Linked DNA regions of Rattus norvegicus: region 2 is linked to region 1. Evidence: chromatin contacts called from public Hi-C data. All regions are on one chromosome and are shown on one strand. Each heading gives the region's core, a stretch centred on a gene start, on an enhancer-like site or on the middle of the called end of the contact. The rest is flanking DNA. Distances are from core to core; before and after follow the strand shown.

Region 1 (7,685 bases), core at 2,493-4,992:
GAAGATGAAGAGGATGGTACTGGATGACTGTGTCCTCTAAAATTCATGTATTCAAATATAGTTGCCAGGCCGACTGTCACGGATGGAATGAGTTTTTACAGAACAGGAGTGGGAGGCTGCCTAACCCTCCCTTTGTTCTTCTGCTCTGTGAAGACACAACAAAGTACGCACCACACACAGAGTACCAGTACTTTGATCTTTGACTGTCCACTTTCCAATGACGTAAAAAGTACACACCTTCTATTATTTATAAACTACCCAGCCTAAACTATGTAGTTATAGGATCAAAATATTCATGACAGTGGATGGTAAAAAGTTAACATAAGGACAGTAAGAAGAAATGGCCATTGAGCTTCCTAGAGTCGGAACATCTTATTTAAATTAATGGAATATGGGAGTTTGTGATCTTTTTTATGTGGTGCTAAGAGGAAAACTTGTGGAGTATGGTCTTACCCAAATAGGATAGAGAGAAAATATACTAGTAAGAAATCTGCCAATGTCTCACCTTGGTTTCTACCACACCCATAGGATGCCCACACATGAGCTTGCTGAAGAAAGATTTGCCAATTAGAATTGTCCTAACATGGATGAGTTGTGCCCCTCAGTTGTCAATGACGTTATTGGAAAGACTGAAGTTAGAATGCTGAGGGACGAGACCCCAGCTTCTGTGAAAGTAAGACGTGGGTTTTCTTTCCAAGGTATAATTGTCAAGGAAAATTGTTTCCATATTTATGATCCACAAAACCATTTTTGTGCTATTCATAGCAAAAAATAAACATTTCCCCCAATGTGCATTTAGTCTTTGAGGAGCAAAAGGATGAGGAGCTTTACAGCCTGAGATCAGGAGTGGGTGTTTACTGGGAGGACGCCATTAAAGGTAGTGTACGAAAACATACAGTCAGAATAATGAAACCTCTTCTCTTTTCCCTGCCTCCTCTATTATCTGAGCAGCCAGGCTACAGAAATGATCCATTTGGGCACTGCTCAAGAAACTGTATCAATGTTGATTACTTCCGGCAAGACTTTTGAAACAAAACATAGGCGTTATTTTATTCTGTCGTGGGCTTTTAGTGCATATTCATCACTACATAATATGAGATTTGAAGTTGTTTCAAATGTTTTCATGTCCCAGGGCTTTTTGTGAAAATGAGCTATTTTATGGTCCCTTCTTAAAGTCCAGTGATGGAGTGCAAAGAGACTGCTCTTTGTATTATTTCTGTAAATTCATGGACCTTTATTTCACTGCCTCCTAGAGAGCAGCACCCTCCTCTTAGCGCATCTGAGAGTGATTAAAGGACAAGACTGAAGATATTAAAGACGCTTACGTATGTCTGGTGGTTGACGGTCTCCCAGGCCAGCATGATGGATAGCAAAAGCAAATCGCATAAGAAAATCCCTGTCTAAATTGCATCTTCTTAGAGTAACTATAACAATGCATTTCCTTTGAATTCTAAAGTAATCCCTGAGCTCACTTCTTACCCCACTCAATTTCTGATTAAGTATCAAAGTCTATATAAGGAAACAGCTTGTTTGTTTCCCTTTTGTTTTTGCTGTTTAGCCCAGGCTGGCCCCGGAGCTTGCAGTAATCTTCTGGCTTCTGCCTCCCAAGTGTTGGAATTACAGATGTGCAACATCATACCCAGCTTGACAGAGGCAATCCCAAAGCAGGCAGAAGGGATCTTAGGGGTATTTGATGAAAAGATGTCTACATGACTTGACTTAAAATTGGAACATAAGTGTTAAATTGTTCCTCGCTACAGTGGAGGACAAAATATGAGGAGAGATGCTGGATGAAGAAGTAGAGAAGGCAGGCAGACTAGATGACCAGAGCTTTGATATCCTATCTTAACAACAAGCCCAAGTTTACTGGCTGAGAAAGATGGACAGATGTGAAAGAAATCAGAAACCAGCATTACTTTTGGTGTGGGAAGTTGTATTGGTTTAGTTTTCTGTCATCTTGAGACAAACCTGGAAAACAAAATATCAGCTGAGCCACTGCCTCCGTCACACTGATTGGTGGGGGCAATTGCTTTTGCAACCCCATAAGAATAATACCAGCCAACCAGAGCTCCCAGGGACTAAACCACAATCCAAAAAGTACACATGGAGTGAGTGACTCATGGCTCCAGCTGCATATATAGCAGAGGATGGTCTTGTTGGGCACCAATGTGAGGAGAAGCACTTGGTACTGCCAAGACTGAACCCCCCCAGTGTAGGGGAATGTCAGAGTGAGAAGGCCAGAAGGGGTGGGTGGATGGGTGGGGGAACACCCTCATAGAAGAATGGGGAGGTGGTGGGATAAGGGGTTTATGGACAGGAAACTGGGAAAGGGGATAAATTTGAAATGTAAATAAAAATATCCAATAAAAAACAAGCAAATAAGAAAACAAATAAAAAAGTAAACATACTTAACGTGTATGGGTTTTTGTCTGTATGTATGTGTGTGCACCACATGCATGCATTTCCCACAGAGGCCAGAAGAGGGTGGTGAATCCCCTGGAACTCCAGTGACAGATGGCTGTGAGCCACTGTGTGGGTGCTGGGAATCAAACCTGAGTCGTCTGCAAGAGAAGCCAGTGCTCTTAACTTCAGAGTCATCTCTCCAGTAGGCAGCATTCCTCCATGGGCTCTGCTTCAGTTTCTGTCTCTAGATTCCTGCTTGCATCCCTAGCCTGATGCTCTGTGGCCTGCAAGTGCAATTCACGTAAACTCTTTTCTCCCTTGGGTTATTGTGGGTCATGGTGTTTGTCACAGCAGCAGCAACAACAACAACAAAACCAACTGTGACAGTGGCCAAGAAGGACACTTCTATTCTTACGCACAATCCACCTTTCTAAAAGCCCATGCCTTCTGATTTAATGCTGGACACTTGCTGTTAAACAGTGAAGTAGCTTCAAGTGCTTGAAGGTATTTTTTTTTCAGGTAAGTAATGAATGAATATAGACACCAACAGAGATGATGGCATACCTAATAAGGTATAGAAATCGACACCGTGAGTAAACATAACAGGATAACCTAAGATAGAATGTTTTCTGTTAAAGAGATGACAGGAGGTGAAATGATATAGCAGAATCCCTTGCTCAAATATTATTTTTAACATTAAAATTTTTATAAAATTTAGGTAGAAGTTATAAACCTGGACAATTCTTCTAAAGAAGAGTAAATAAAATGCCAGTTTTCTATTAAATTATATCACGTGGGGATAGGGAGATGGCACAGAACCATGAACTTTGTTCAGCTGAGCACCTAACAGCATCTGATGTTGACTCTCTTCTAAGCAGAGGAGGTGGTGAGAAAGAAAAGACAGACCCAGAGGAGAGAGTATAAAGGGTAGAGTTGGTGCCCTGAGAACACAACAGAGACCAAAGGATGGTTCATAGTTATCTCTTCTTTCAGCTTCAGGGATTGTCACTTCACTTGGGTCATGGGTGCTTCACTTATATTTGGGGTGCTGAGGGAGGAGCTTGATAACTAGATCTGAATGCTACCATACACCAAATATGAGCCAGTAATTTGGCAATGTCCATAGCCTATAGTAGTATGTGCCCCTCCTAGGTTCAGACCATGAAACCTACTCAACTGAAGTTCTGGCTTGCAAGACTATTTCTCTTTGTCTGAGCAAGCCCAAGTTAGAAGAACTCATGGAAGCTTATTTCCAACTTAGCTACGCTGTCATGCTACCGTTTCACCACACAAAGTTTAAGCAATAGCTAGGGTCACACATTTAATAAGTTACACCGAGCTCTACCTAATAGCAAACCTGGGTTATAGTTAACCACAGTGCAAAGGGCTTTATTGCCTTTAATTCATAGGTCAAGAGAGTGTACTCAGGAAGTAATTAATTCATCAGCAATAATTCGAGAATATTCTTATTGCTGGGCATTAGATAAGAAAGAAACCACACCCCATTCATTTTACTCTGAGAGAAAATTTTAGAAAGTGAAAAGGAAAAGAGAGAAGATAGTCATTAGGGAAGCTCCTTGGAGGAGGCTGGGGGAGAGCAGAGGCAGTTATGAGGAGATAGCTCTGCCCACGCTCTGGTGTCTACAGTGGTGAGCAATGGGCTAACCTTGTTTCCTCTTGCTTCTGGTGTGGATGGGAGTTCGTTTCAGAAGGAAAGGAATGGGGGTGGAGAGATGGCTCAGGGGTTAAGAGCACTAGCTGCTCTTCCAGAGGTCCTGAGTTCAATTCCCAGCAACCACATGGTGGCTCACAATTATCTGCAATGGGATCCAGTGCCCTCTTCTGGTCTGCAGGCATGCGTGCAGGCAGAACACTACGCATAATACAGAAGGAAAGGCATGTTCATGCTGGTTCCATTTGGGACTCATCCTTGGGTATTGACCTATGCTGTTCTGCCATAGCTCACTGCCTATTAAGAACTCATTTATTTGTTCATCCCAGAGCTGGAGCTTGTTATGCTCCACTTGGAATGCCACAGAGAAATAATATGAACTGAAGATTCTAAACAAGAGAAATTTACTTCTTACTGTTCGGGAGGCAAGCTGGAGAGCAGCGTGCTGGCAGATTTAGTAGCCCACGAAAGTCTATATAGTAGACTTTTCATACAAAGTACCTTCTAACTGAGTGTCACTTGGTAAAAGGCGCTAGCTGTCTGTTCAAAATTTCACTGACATATTTATTTTCTGTTTCTTGAGACCGAGACTTGGGGCTTGTACATGGAAGGCAGGTGGCCCTACCACCAAGCTACAAGTCCCAGTCTTATAGTCCTCATAAGAAGGGTGCTACCTTCACGAACTATTTGCTCCCCTGACCTCTCCTAATACCATCCTCATGTAGGTTTAGTATTTTGACATGCGAGTCTTGCGAAAATAGACAACCAGCTCATATTAGAGCCCTAAAACTTGGGATGCACACACTGTGGTAGTTCTGAGGGAGGTCAGCACTTCGTTCACGCCAGTATTTTCTGTGAAAATAATAATCTGGAGCAAATTCTTCCCGAAGTGTTACGGCTATGTGGGAGTCTCAGTTCCTACATTGTTATTCAGCAGAGACACCAAATGAATGCATAAGAAATGTGGCACTTGCTCGCTTCAATTATTTGCATAGAAAGTGAGACCATTTTAAAAATTAGGACCATTATGTAGTGACCTCTTTTAAAGTATTTTATAAGTTTTAAATTCTATACCAACAATTCAATGGATCGAATTTTAATTCTCAACACTTTGAGTTATGGGAGGAATGTTTTATGCCACAAGGCAGCAGGGCATTTCTTTTATTGCTCTTTAGTGTTGAAACATGCGTTGTTAATTAACCTTGTTTCTCTCCTAACACAACTTCATGTGATTTTCATCCGTCCAGGGGGGTTTCCCCAGTTTTCATCACTTTCTTCTATCTAAGAATGGAGTTGGTATTTTCAATGTTATTATCTTACTACCATAAAGGTATATGGTAAGTTTTAGGAAGAAAGTAGTTTAAGTATATTAGTAAAATTATCTCCACTAAGAGTTATGTGGCCAATATAGTTATATGCTCTGTATGCTTCACTCAGCAGTTCAGATATCTACTATTTTCTGCCACTGGTCAGTCAGAAATTAAATGGCACTTTGCTTTGGCTTATTGTGATTGCAGTGGACATTTTCATGGAGGGATGTGCAGTGAACTCAGACCAGGGATCTGCATAGTATCACAGAGCTCTGCTATGGCGCTCAGTTGTCTCATCAATGCACCGAAAACACTGACATTTCCTTCATCTTCTAGTTCCCACATTGTCTACTTCTGGAAGAAAGCATCTCTTTCATTTGAAAGAGGAGACTTTTCCTTCAGTCTCTGCTCCACACTTTGTCTCCATAATTCCTCCTGAGAGTATTTTGTTCCTTCTTCTAAGAACTGAAGTATCCACACTTTGATCTTCCTTTTTCTTGAGCTTCATGTGGTCTGTAAACAGTATCTTGGGTATTCTGAGCTTTTGGGCTAATGTATGTCCACATAGCATGCATGTTCTTTTGTGATTGTGTTACCTCACACAGGATGATACTTTCTAATTCCACCCATTTGCCTAAGAATTCCATAAAGTCATTGTTTTTGATAGCTGAGTAGAACTGCATTGTGTAGATGTACCACATTTCCTGTATCCATTCCTCTGTGGAAGGACATCTAGATTCTTTCCAGCTTCTGGCTATTATAAATAAGGCTGCTATGAACATAGTGGAGCACGTGTCTTTGTTATATGTTGGAGCATCTTTTGGGTATATGCCCAAAAGAGGTATAGCTAGGTCCTCAGGTAGTTCAATGTCCAATTTTCTGAGGAAACTCCAGACTGATTTCCAGAATGGTTGTACCAGTTTGCAGTCCCACCAGCAATGGAGGAGTGTTCCTTTTTCTCCATATCCTCGCCATCATCTGCTGTCACCTGAGTTTTTGATCTTAGCCACTCTGATGTGAGGTGGAATCTTAGGGTTGTTTTGATTTGCATTTCCCTGATGACTAAAGGCTATCCAGAGACTGCCCCATCTGGGTATCTATCCCATATACAGTCACCAACCCAGACACTATTGCAGATGCCAAGAAGTGCATGCTGATAGGAGTCTGACAGAACTGTCTCCTGAGAGGCTTTGCCAGAATCTGACAAACACAGAGGCTGTCAACCAATTGACTGAGAATGAGGTCATCAATGGAGTAGTTAGAGAAGGGACTGAAGGAGCTGAAGGAGTTTGCAACCCCACAGGAAGAGTAACAATATCAACCAACCAGTCCTCCCCGCCCCCGGAGGTCACAGGGACTAAACCACCAACCAAAGAGTACACATGGGTTGACCCATGGCTCCAGCCGCATATGTAGCAGAAGATGTCCTTGTCGGGGTTCAATGGGAGGAGAGACCCTTGGTCATGTGAAGACTCAATGTCCCAGTGTAGGGGAATGCGAGGGCAGGGAGGTGGGAGGGAGTGGGTGGGTGGGTGAGGGGGCACCATCATAGAAGCAGAGGGAAGGGATATCGGGGAGGGGGTTTCCAGATAACATTTGAAATGTGAATAAAGAAAATATCCAAAAAAGAATTAAATAAAAAAAAAACAGAAGAAAGAAAGAAAGGAATAAAGAGGAAGGCCAAAGGCACACACAGAAATAGCTCACCAGAAAGCATTAGAAGGGAGACCAGCTTAAGGGAGTCACATCCTTGGCAAGATACCTAGTCTGCAAATTATTTGAAGTTCCATAATTGTGTGTGTGTGTGTGTGTGTGTGTGTGTGTGTGTGTGTGTGTTTGAACACCAAAGTCAAGTTTAGTTTGGAAGGCGGTGTCTACCTCTGTCTGAGAAGTAACCTTTGGACATAGGAAATTCTGAGAAGCCAGAGTCTGTTAAGTTTGGAATAGTTCTTTGAAATTACACGGTAGACATTGAAAGAAACAGTTTATGTACACACACACACACACATATTCCTAAGAGCATAAACACAACATGATCAGTTCATATAATGTCATTTGTACATTGGTTTTGTAGCAATTAATGAGAAGAGAGACCATGAATTTGAGAGTAAGGATCAGTTGATGGGAAGGTTTGGAAGGAGGAAAGGGAGAAGTGACATAATTATATTACACTCTCAAAAAATTAAAACAAATAATTAAAGGAAAACTCTTTAAAGCTCTTCTCTATTATTCTGATGTGGCCACTGAATCTGGAGTGGAATCATTATTTGTCTGAAACTAATAGAATAAGTGCCTCGTGG
Region 2 (7,685 bases), core at 2,278-4,777, 59 kb after region 1:
AGAAAGAAATCAGATTAGGATGTCGTTAGACATGTACTAACAAGAAAGGCCAGTAGGAAGAGCTAGAAGTATCCAGCAGTATCAGCCTTCCTGTTCACCTGAGTCAACGACAGCTGTGTGCTTCCACTTTAAGAAATATTAGAAAACTGACAGTTTTGTTGTGCTAGTTTTTTATTCTTTCTTGGCTCACATCTCACTCTTCAGCATGGCCCTTAGTCACAAAGTAAAAAAAGCCTTTTACCTTTGTTCAGTCGTAAAGTCATGGGAAAGAGTCCATTAGAGTGTCAAGTGTGCTAATCATCGAATGGGGAGGTACTGGCCCATTTCAAAGACGAAGCAGTAAGTTCACAATCTAATTAATGCGAATTAATGTTGTTTATATTTTACCTCCTAGCAATCACTTACAAATATTAATAGTATTTATGCTACTGAAGGGGAGATAATGAACAAAGCTAGGTTAACTTGTGGAAACTCTGTCAATAATGGAAAGTTTAAGAGATGTTTAATTTGATTTAATTTCAATAAATGTATTTCTCATGACAAACTATATAATTTTTAACATGTATTATGAGGGAAAGTACAAGATACATACGTGTGTGTGTGTGTGTGTGTGTGTGTGTATGTATGTGTGTGTGTGTGTATTTCTGCTGTGCATATTTTAATGAAGTTAGACACAGAAACTCACTGGCTAGCAAGAAATTGAAATTTTAAAATGGAAATCCAGGCATTGAGATTCCTAGAATTTCTGAAACTTTATCTTTCATCTTTTCCTCCATCTGCCTGTCAACATGACTTCCTGAAGTAAGTAATCTGGAAGAAATATTTTAGGGAAAAATTGTGGGGATTTGCTTTTTCCCCCCACCCTAATAAATGCTAGTCTTAGGCATTCTCTTTTGTTTTGTTTTTTGTTTTGTTAAGAATCTCTGTTCAGCTTTAAAAGCCAAAAGAAAGATGGAAATGAATATCCAAAGATGTAATTTAAAATGCAAATGTAGATTCTTTAGGAAAACAGTGAAGTCTGTTTGTAGGTTTTTTTTTCATGGTGACTCAGTTGCCAATATTGTTGGTACCTTACTCCTGTTAGAAAAGCCCAGACTGCCCATGGCCACAATGTTCTTCATGCCCTCTCTGAGAAAACAGGCTTATTTAAAAAAAAAAACCAAACCAACCAACCAAACAAACAAACAAACATAAAAACCATATAAACAAACGAAACCAAAAAACCTAACCTCAGTCACAGAAATCAACAGGTACTTAACTCACACAGCAGTATGGAGAAAAGCCACCATGTATAAGAACATGCTTCTTAGTTCCCGAGAAAACCCCAGAGTAATAATAGTCGTTGCATATTTAAAAGTTCAGGTTTCAAAAAACAAAGCAAAACAAAACAAAAGCAACAGCAACAACAACAAAGCAAGCCCTCAATAAGAGATACCATTTATGTATCCCTTTATTGCTTTTCAGGTACCAGGCTGCATTTATGCTTTGTCATTCGATTTTTTAGGGGATCAATTATACATGGAGAATTAGAGGTTCCTTTTGCTTTTGTCTCTGTTGTAACTGGATAGTATGAAGATTGTGTTTTCTGTTGAGACAGAAAAAGACTGGAGTAGAGTCTGGTCACCCTGAGTCATTTTTGGACGTGAATTTTCACTCTCTCCCTTTTGTACAAGTGAATGTATGTTATAAAAGTTGGTATTTTGTTGCATAAAGAGCAGGTATGTGCATAGGAATGCTTGCTCAAAATATTGCCGAATGTACAAGCAAGTCACAGTGGGTTTACCAAATAGCATACCCACTAAAGAAAGCTTACATCCCAAAGTTAGAATTTGGAGTATTTTAAATAGCTTTAGATCTTAAGTGTCATCATTCTCCATTAAACATGCTAATTATGACCATGGAATTCAGATAATGGTGTTCTGTCAGTTCTTCATGCCTTTGCATGGGGATTACCACTAGGTTAAAATATGGTTGACTAGAAGCATAGGGGGTTTGAGAACAAAAATCTGGATAAACCCAGGATACCGTGTTGCCCCAGGTATCCAGCCAGAAGCTAAACCACAGGGCATGTAGACCCTCCAGAAAGGGAGGAACAAGCTGTCTAGTGGAGCCTTTTATAGCCTCAGAGTTGGGGACTACCTGTTGAATTACATTGCTTTGAACCTGTCTGTTATCTTTGCTGAGTGCATTGTGTCGGCTACCTGCGTACTTTAAGATGTAGGATGGCATCCCTCACTCAACAGATCCCATCCTCCTGTCTGCAGAGGTGGGGTGTTTGCGGAGACAAGATGGCGAGTATGTGGAACTGGAAGGAAGGGAACATGAATTTCCTTCTGGACTTGATGAAAAATACCACCGAGACCAAGTGAAGACCACATTTTAGAATTGTTTCATTCATATCCATGCTTCACACAGGAGCTGTAATATTTTACCTAAAGAGTCAAACACTTCTGAGCTTCCTCACGCAGAACAGATTTATTTTCTTCACAACTGTTTGCTTTTAATTTTAATTTTTAATCCAATGTTTTTCTTTGGAAAGAAAGAGATTGAACTTTGAATTCACTTCCTTAGAGGTTGCATAGAAAATATCACCTTGATTGTATCACTCAATATATTTTTCTTTTAGTAATTATTTGTAATTATTTTTAAAAATAAAGACTAGTGTATTCCTTTGTTGCCCTTTATGCAAGGGAGGATACGCTTTTAATTAGTTATTGATTGATTAACATTTGTCTTTTGAGATAGTATCTTAAATATAGCCCAAGGTAGCCAGGTTTGTCTCAAACTAGTGTTTCTCCTCGACCACAAACTTGTTCCTTTTTTATTTATGAAATATGACATGCATAATACAAAATACACCATATTGAAACAAAAAGATTGGAGGGGGAAGAGGAGTCACCTCAATCAGAACTACAATGATCAGGAGGGGTCGAGCTCACTTTGTTTAATCTTTGTCTGTCAATGTTCTGCTTTAGCAGTTCCCACCTTTCTCAGACGAGCAAATGTTTTACTTGGGCCCACCCAAACTGAACCTTATTCACCATTCTTCTTGTCACCAGCTATTGTCACTTCAAACGAGTCTGGCAGGCTCAGTGGCAAAAGAAAAAGAGATTAGTCTTGTTCTTAGCATTTACTGTGGTTGTATATTAAAAAAGAAAACAATATCTTTTTCTTTACTATAAGCTAAAGAAGTCTTTATTCAAAGGATATAGCAGCCCTTGCTCTGGCAGCCCACACACTAATGTTAAAGGAATGGAGAGAAGATTAGATGGCCCTTGTGAAGGGTGGCGTGCAAAGTCAGTGATAAATACGAAGTCTTAGATTCCATTTATGGGAGCTCCCCCATGCTGCCTCTATGGAAAGACTATCTTAGTAATCATACTACTGCCTCTGCTCTCACTGAGTGTGATTACCATGGTATGACTGTTAAGAGACTGCTAGGAACCCCAAACACTAACTCCCTGTCCCTTGGCAGCTCTGTAGTAGCCACACCACGTTGTTAGAGTTTACAGAAGTTCATTTAGCTGATGAAGAGCACACAGACGGTGAGTTAGAACTGTGACCCAGATTGCCCCATGGGCGTGAGCTGCAGATTTGGCTGTAGATCCCAAATAACTTGTCTGTACTTTGGATTTTTTTTTCTCCATATAGAAGAGATGTTTCTGGTTAGTCTGATAGTTCATGCTGCATTAAAGACTATGTTAAAAACTGTTATTGGTGCTGAATGAACAAAAATTTAACTGAGTTTTAGGGAAGTAATTAAGTAATTATCAACTTCAGTCACCCTTTTGAGCATGAGACCGTAGGCAAGTGAATTTAAAAGGACCTACCAGAGGTCTTTACAATCTACATGATTGTATTGAGATTTCTGGGTAAGGTCGATTCTAGAGGATGCTTCTGTGGAGGTGGGGAAAAGAGACTTATCCCACAGGAAAAGCTTGGGTAGAAGTTAAAGGTTACCAGAAGAGAGGGGTTGTGGAGCCATGCCACCAAACAGAGAAGGAAGCCAAACCCAGCCTCAGGTGTTCAGCTTGTTAATGGGAGGAGAGACACAGTTATCAACTGAAGATTAGCAGTTCTAACCTCAGAATAAGCCTGGGTACTGGGAAGCTTTGATTTCTCTGGCTGATGGATCATGGGTGCAGAGAAATCAATCCCATTTACAGGCCATATTGAGGGAGAGTATTGTTAAAAACTGAACTATTCCAAGTACCTAGATCAGGAAACATCCACAGTTCAAGAACCCTCAACCTAGAGAGGCAATCCTACAATTGCTTCTACAAAGTCAGACAGTCTGGATCCTGATTGACTGAAAGGTTATATCTTGGGATGTGCAAAGAGAAAGATAGCCTCACGCTGGGTGATGTCTAGAAACAGGTATCATCAACTGAGAGTTACCCTCATGACATTGTCAAGATGTCAACAGTACAAACTGAATAAACAATAGCAAAATCTATAAGGGAAAATGCCACCTCACTTATGAACAGAAGCATTGGAATAGTCTACAGTCACTCATCAGCAGCTTTCGAAGCCAAGAATGCATGGAAAGCCAGTTGTTGCTGACCAAGTTCTATGTCCTGCAATGCTATTTTTTTTAAAATTGATGTAGAAGCGAAAACATTTAAAGAGCAGCACAAACTAAAGCAGTTCATTACCCCAAGCCAGCACTGCAGAAGGTGCTTCAAGGGCTACTATACAAAGGAATGAAAAATATCTCAATCACCAGAGCACAGGAAATAATAAATTTGAAGAGTTGAATAAAAGAGAGCAAGGAAGGAATCCATCATATCTAACAAGATCATCCAGAAAACTCCTAAAAATAAAGTTACAATGAACAAAAAATCCAACTAATCCTAAAAACTAACAGAATTATAGGAATTAATGAAAATATTTCAATAATAACACCAAGTGTAAATGATTTCAACTCTCCAGTAAAGAGACACAGACTAGTGAAGTGGATTAAAATCTAGTTTAAAGAAAATATTTTACCAGTAAAGACACCTACAGCCCAAGTGCTAAAAGATGGAAAATAATATAGAAAGTGAACAGAAATCGAAAACAAGGTGCTGTGGAAGGTATTGCGATAGTTAACAAGGTAGACTTCAACCAAAATTAGCCAGAAGAGGTAAAGAAGCCTGTTGCATATAAACAGATGCAACCTTTGAAGATGCCATACCAAGTATAAATATCTGTCTACCAAACACTGGGACATTCAGTTTCTTCAACCAAACACTGACAACAAAGACAGGATAGGTTCTGATATAAAAATAGTGGGTGATTTCCTTACTCTCCCCTATATAAAAAAACAACAGCAACAAGGCTTTAAAGCTTAAACTGTGTCGCAGATAGAATGGACTTAGCAAACATCTACAGAAGACTCTATATCAACAGAATACACATTCTCAGAAGCCCATGGAACTTTCTTTAACATAGACAATATTCTAGGTCCTGGACAAAACACAAGATAATTCTTTGGCCTGATGTTAAACATGGAGTAGATATATAGGGTACTGAACTTTTTTATGACATCATGGCTTTATAGTTGATCACAATGGAGTAACACCTAAAACAGATAGCAAGAAAAACTACAGGAACTAAAGAATACATGGAGAATGAAAAACAACAACAACAACAAAACCCCCAGCAGTTGTTGATAGTATCAGAAGTTTAAAACATTTTTAAAATTAAATGAAAATGGAAACAGAAACTACCCGAACCATCTGATACAGCTAGAATGGTTTATGTTTATGGATCTGTGTGTCTAAATGATCAGAAAGATCTCAAGTGAATAACATGATGCACCCCAAGGTCCTACAAAAGGACAATCCAAACCTAAAGCATCAGATGCTAAGAAATAAGAGAGGTCAGGAAGGAATTTAAAGGCATGCAGCTTCTGGAAGGACCAATTAAAGGGAACCCAGTCCATAGAGAAGAACCTTCATCCCCTGTGCTTTCTGTCTCTTGTCAACATGAGGATGGAAATACCAGCAAGAGGTTCTGGACTGTGTCCAGAGCTCTGAATGTGGAAGGCCTGATGTTAAACATGGAGTAGAAATATAGGGGACTGAACTTTTTTATGACATCATGGCTTTATAGTTGACCATAGTTTATTTCTAGATTTCTATTACAATGAGAATGTTAAAAAAAATAGAAAACATCAATATGATCAATAGGGTAAGATTAATCATAGTTTATACAGTATAATTTATCTTCAGTTAATCCACAAAGCATTTCATTAATAATTGATTTCATTTATATATTTGCATATTAAGGTAGATAATTAGATTTTGATTCAACATAAGGTCTGCTTTGATTATGTCATATATTGTACATATAAATTAAGAAGTGTATTTTAGTATACTTACTGACTTCAATGTAGGGAACATATAAACACTGAATCATATCTATCACATGGTATTTACATTATGAGCAATATAAAATATCATCGTTTATTTATGAACTCTGTATAATAAACTTGGTAAGTGGTCTCTCTCAATATCTATTTGAGTACATGTACTACATCCAGATATCATCTGTGAATGCTACTTTTGTTTAAGGACAGTAAGTTTATATTTAAGTAATATAAAAATAGAGGTGCCATGATTTTCCTTTGTTATTAAAAGGACAGAATGAATTATTTTGTTTTAAAAAAGGACTTATTTGGAACTGAATGTGTACCTCAGTGGTAACGTGCTTCCGCAATCTGCATAAGACCCTTGGTTTGATCTGTAGTATACAAAGAGAAAGACAAACAGCATCCCTATGGGGAAGTCAGAGCAATGTGGGGACTGAGTGAGATCTTCACAGTCACTATGTGAGGTGTCTGTCCAGGAACCAAAGTACTTTCATAACTAAAAGAATCAGGCAAGACCACAGGCATACTGTTAGGATGGTCGAGTAAGAGACACTTTGAAGTAGGCAGGAGGAAAGTGTTGCCTGTCCCACCTAATGTCCATTCCAGGGACCTCAGTGTATATAGACTAGACCTGATACATGAAGGATACTTCTTGGCAGAGCCTCATGACCCCTGCTACCAGGATAAAGGACTGAGCTTCTAAATCTGTGAAACCTGGAAGCCTCTACCATCCAACCTCTAACCTCAGCAGGCAGATCAAGAAACAGGACTTCACCTGATGGAGATGAAGCTAGCTCTTAGAGATAAGATCCTGGTCCCTTGTATTTCAGTATCCAGTAGAAGTTGGAGGCTGGGCAGACAGGCCAAAACACACAAAGGAAGCTTGTGGACCAGATCTGACATCAGGTCAATACTTGGACACTAGTGGACTATCCACAGTTCTGCTCCATAAGTTCTGGCTATTAATGGTCTCCATAATCTGAAGATAGTACAGAAAGAGTGTCCATGAGACTCAGATATGAGACCACACTTAGCAACAACCTTGACAGTCAAGGGACTGTTCCCATCTCCTATCCTGTAGCTTCTGAAAGCACAGATATCGGCATTCTAGCATTCACCTATAGATGAGTTGCTAAGCTGCCCAGAAGGCAAGGAAGGGTGCAGACATGGTTTTTGTACTGCACTACTGACTGCTCCAAGTTATTTGGAACCCCTAGGACCATAAAGGACTTTGTTTGCAGTCCCAGGGATGATGCGTCTAGTATAAACCTAGGTAGCCCAGTCAGCTTTCATAACACTCCTGCAACTGTAGGCAGCGAAGAGTTGGTGT

What was found. A called contact is a pair of places that touch in the nucleus more often than the background predicts.
Region 2: a contact with region 1 is called in a Hi-C map of liver, with 2.1 times the contacts expected there. The contact joins two enhancer-like sites. A contact is called at or near these places in 4 of 12 Hi-C or Micro-C datasets (kidney and liver).

Annotation. Positions count from the first base shown.
Region 1 is chr2:224,914,214-224,921,898 of GRCr8, forward strand. No RefSeq gene overlaps it. Among named protein-coding and RNA genes, the nearest start is that of Rpl10l4, 130 kb to the left of the region's middle. Within about 2 kb of position 3,743, at least 3 of the 93 cell types and tissues checked have an H3K27ac peak or open chromatin away from gene starts, as enhancers often do. A contact at or near this core is called in liver, where this site is marked.
Region 2 is chr2:224,973,809-224,981,493 of GRCr8, forward strand. No RefSeq gene overlaps it. Among named protein-coding and RNA genes, the nearest start is that of Rpl10l4, 190 kb to the left of the region's middle. Within about 2 kb of position 3,528, at least 1 of the 93 cell types and tissues checked has an H3K27ac peak or open chromatin away from gene starts, as enhancers often do. A contact at or near this core is called in liver, where this site is marked.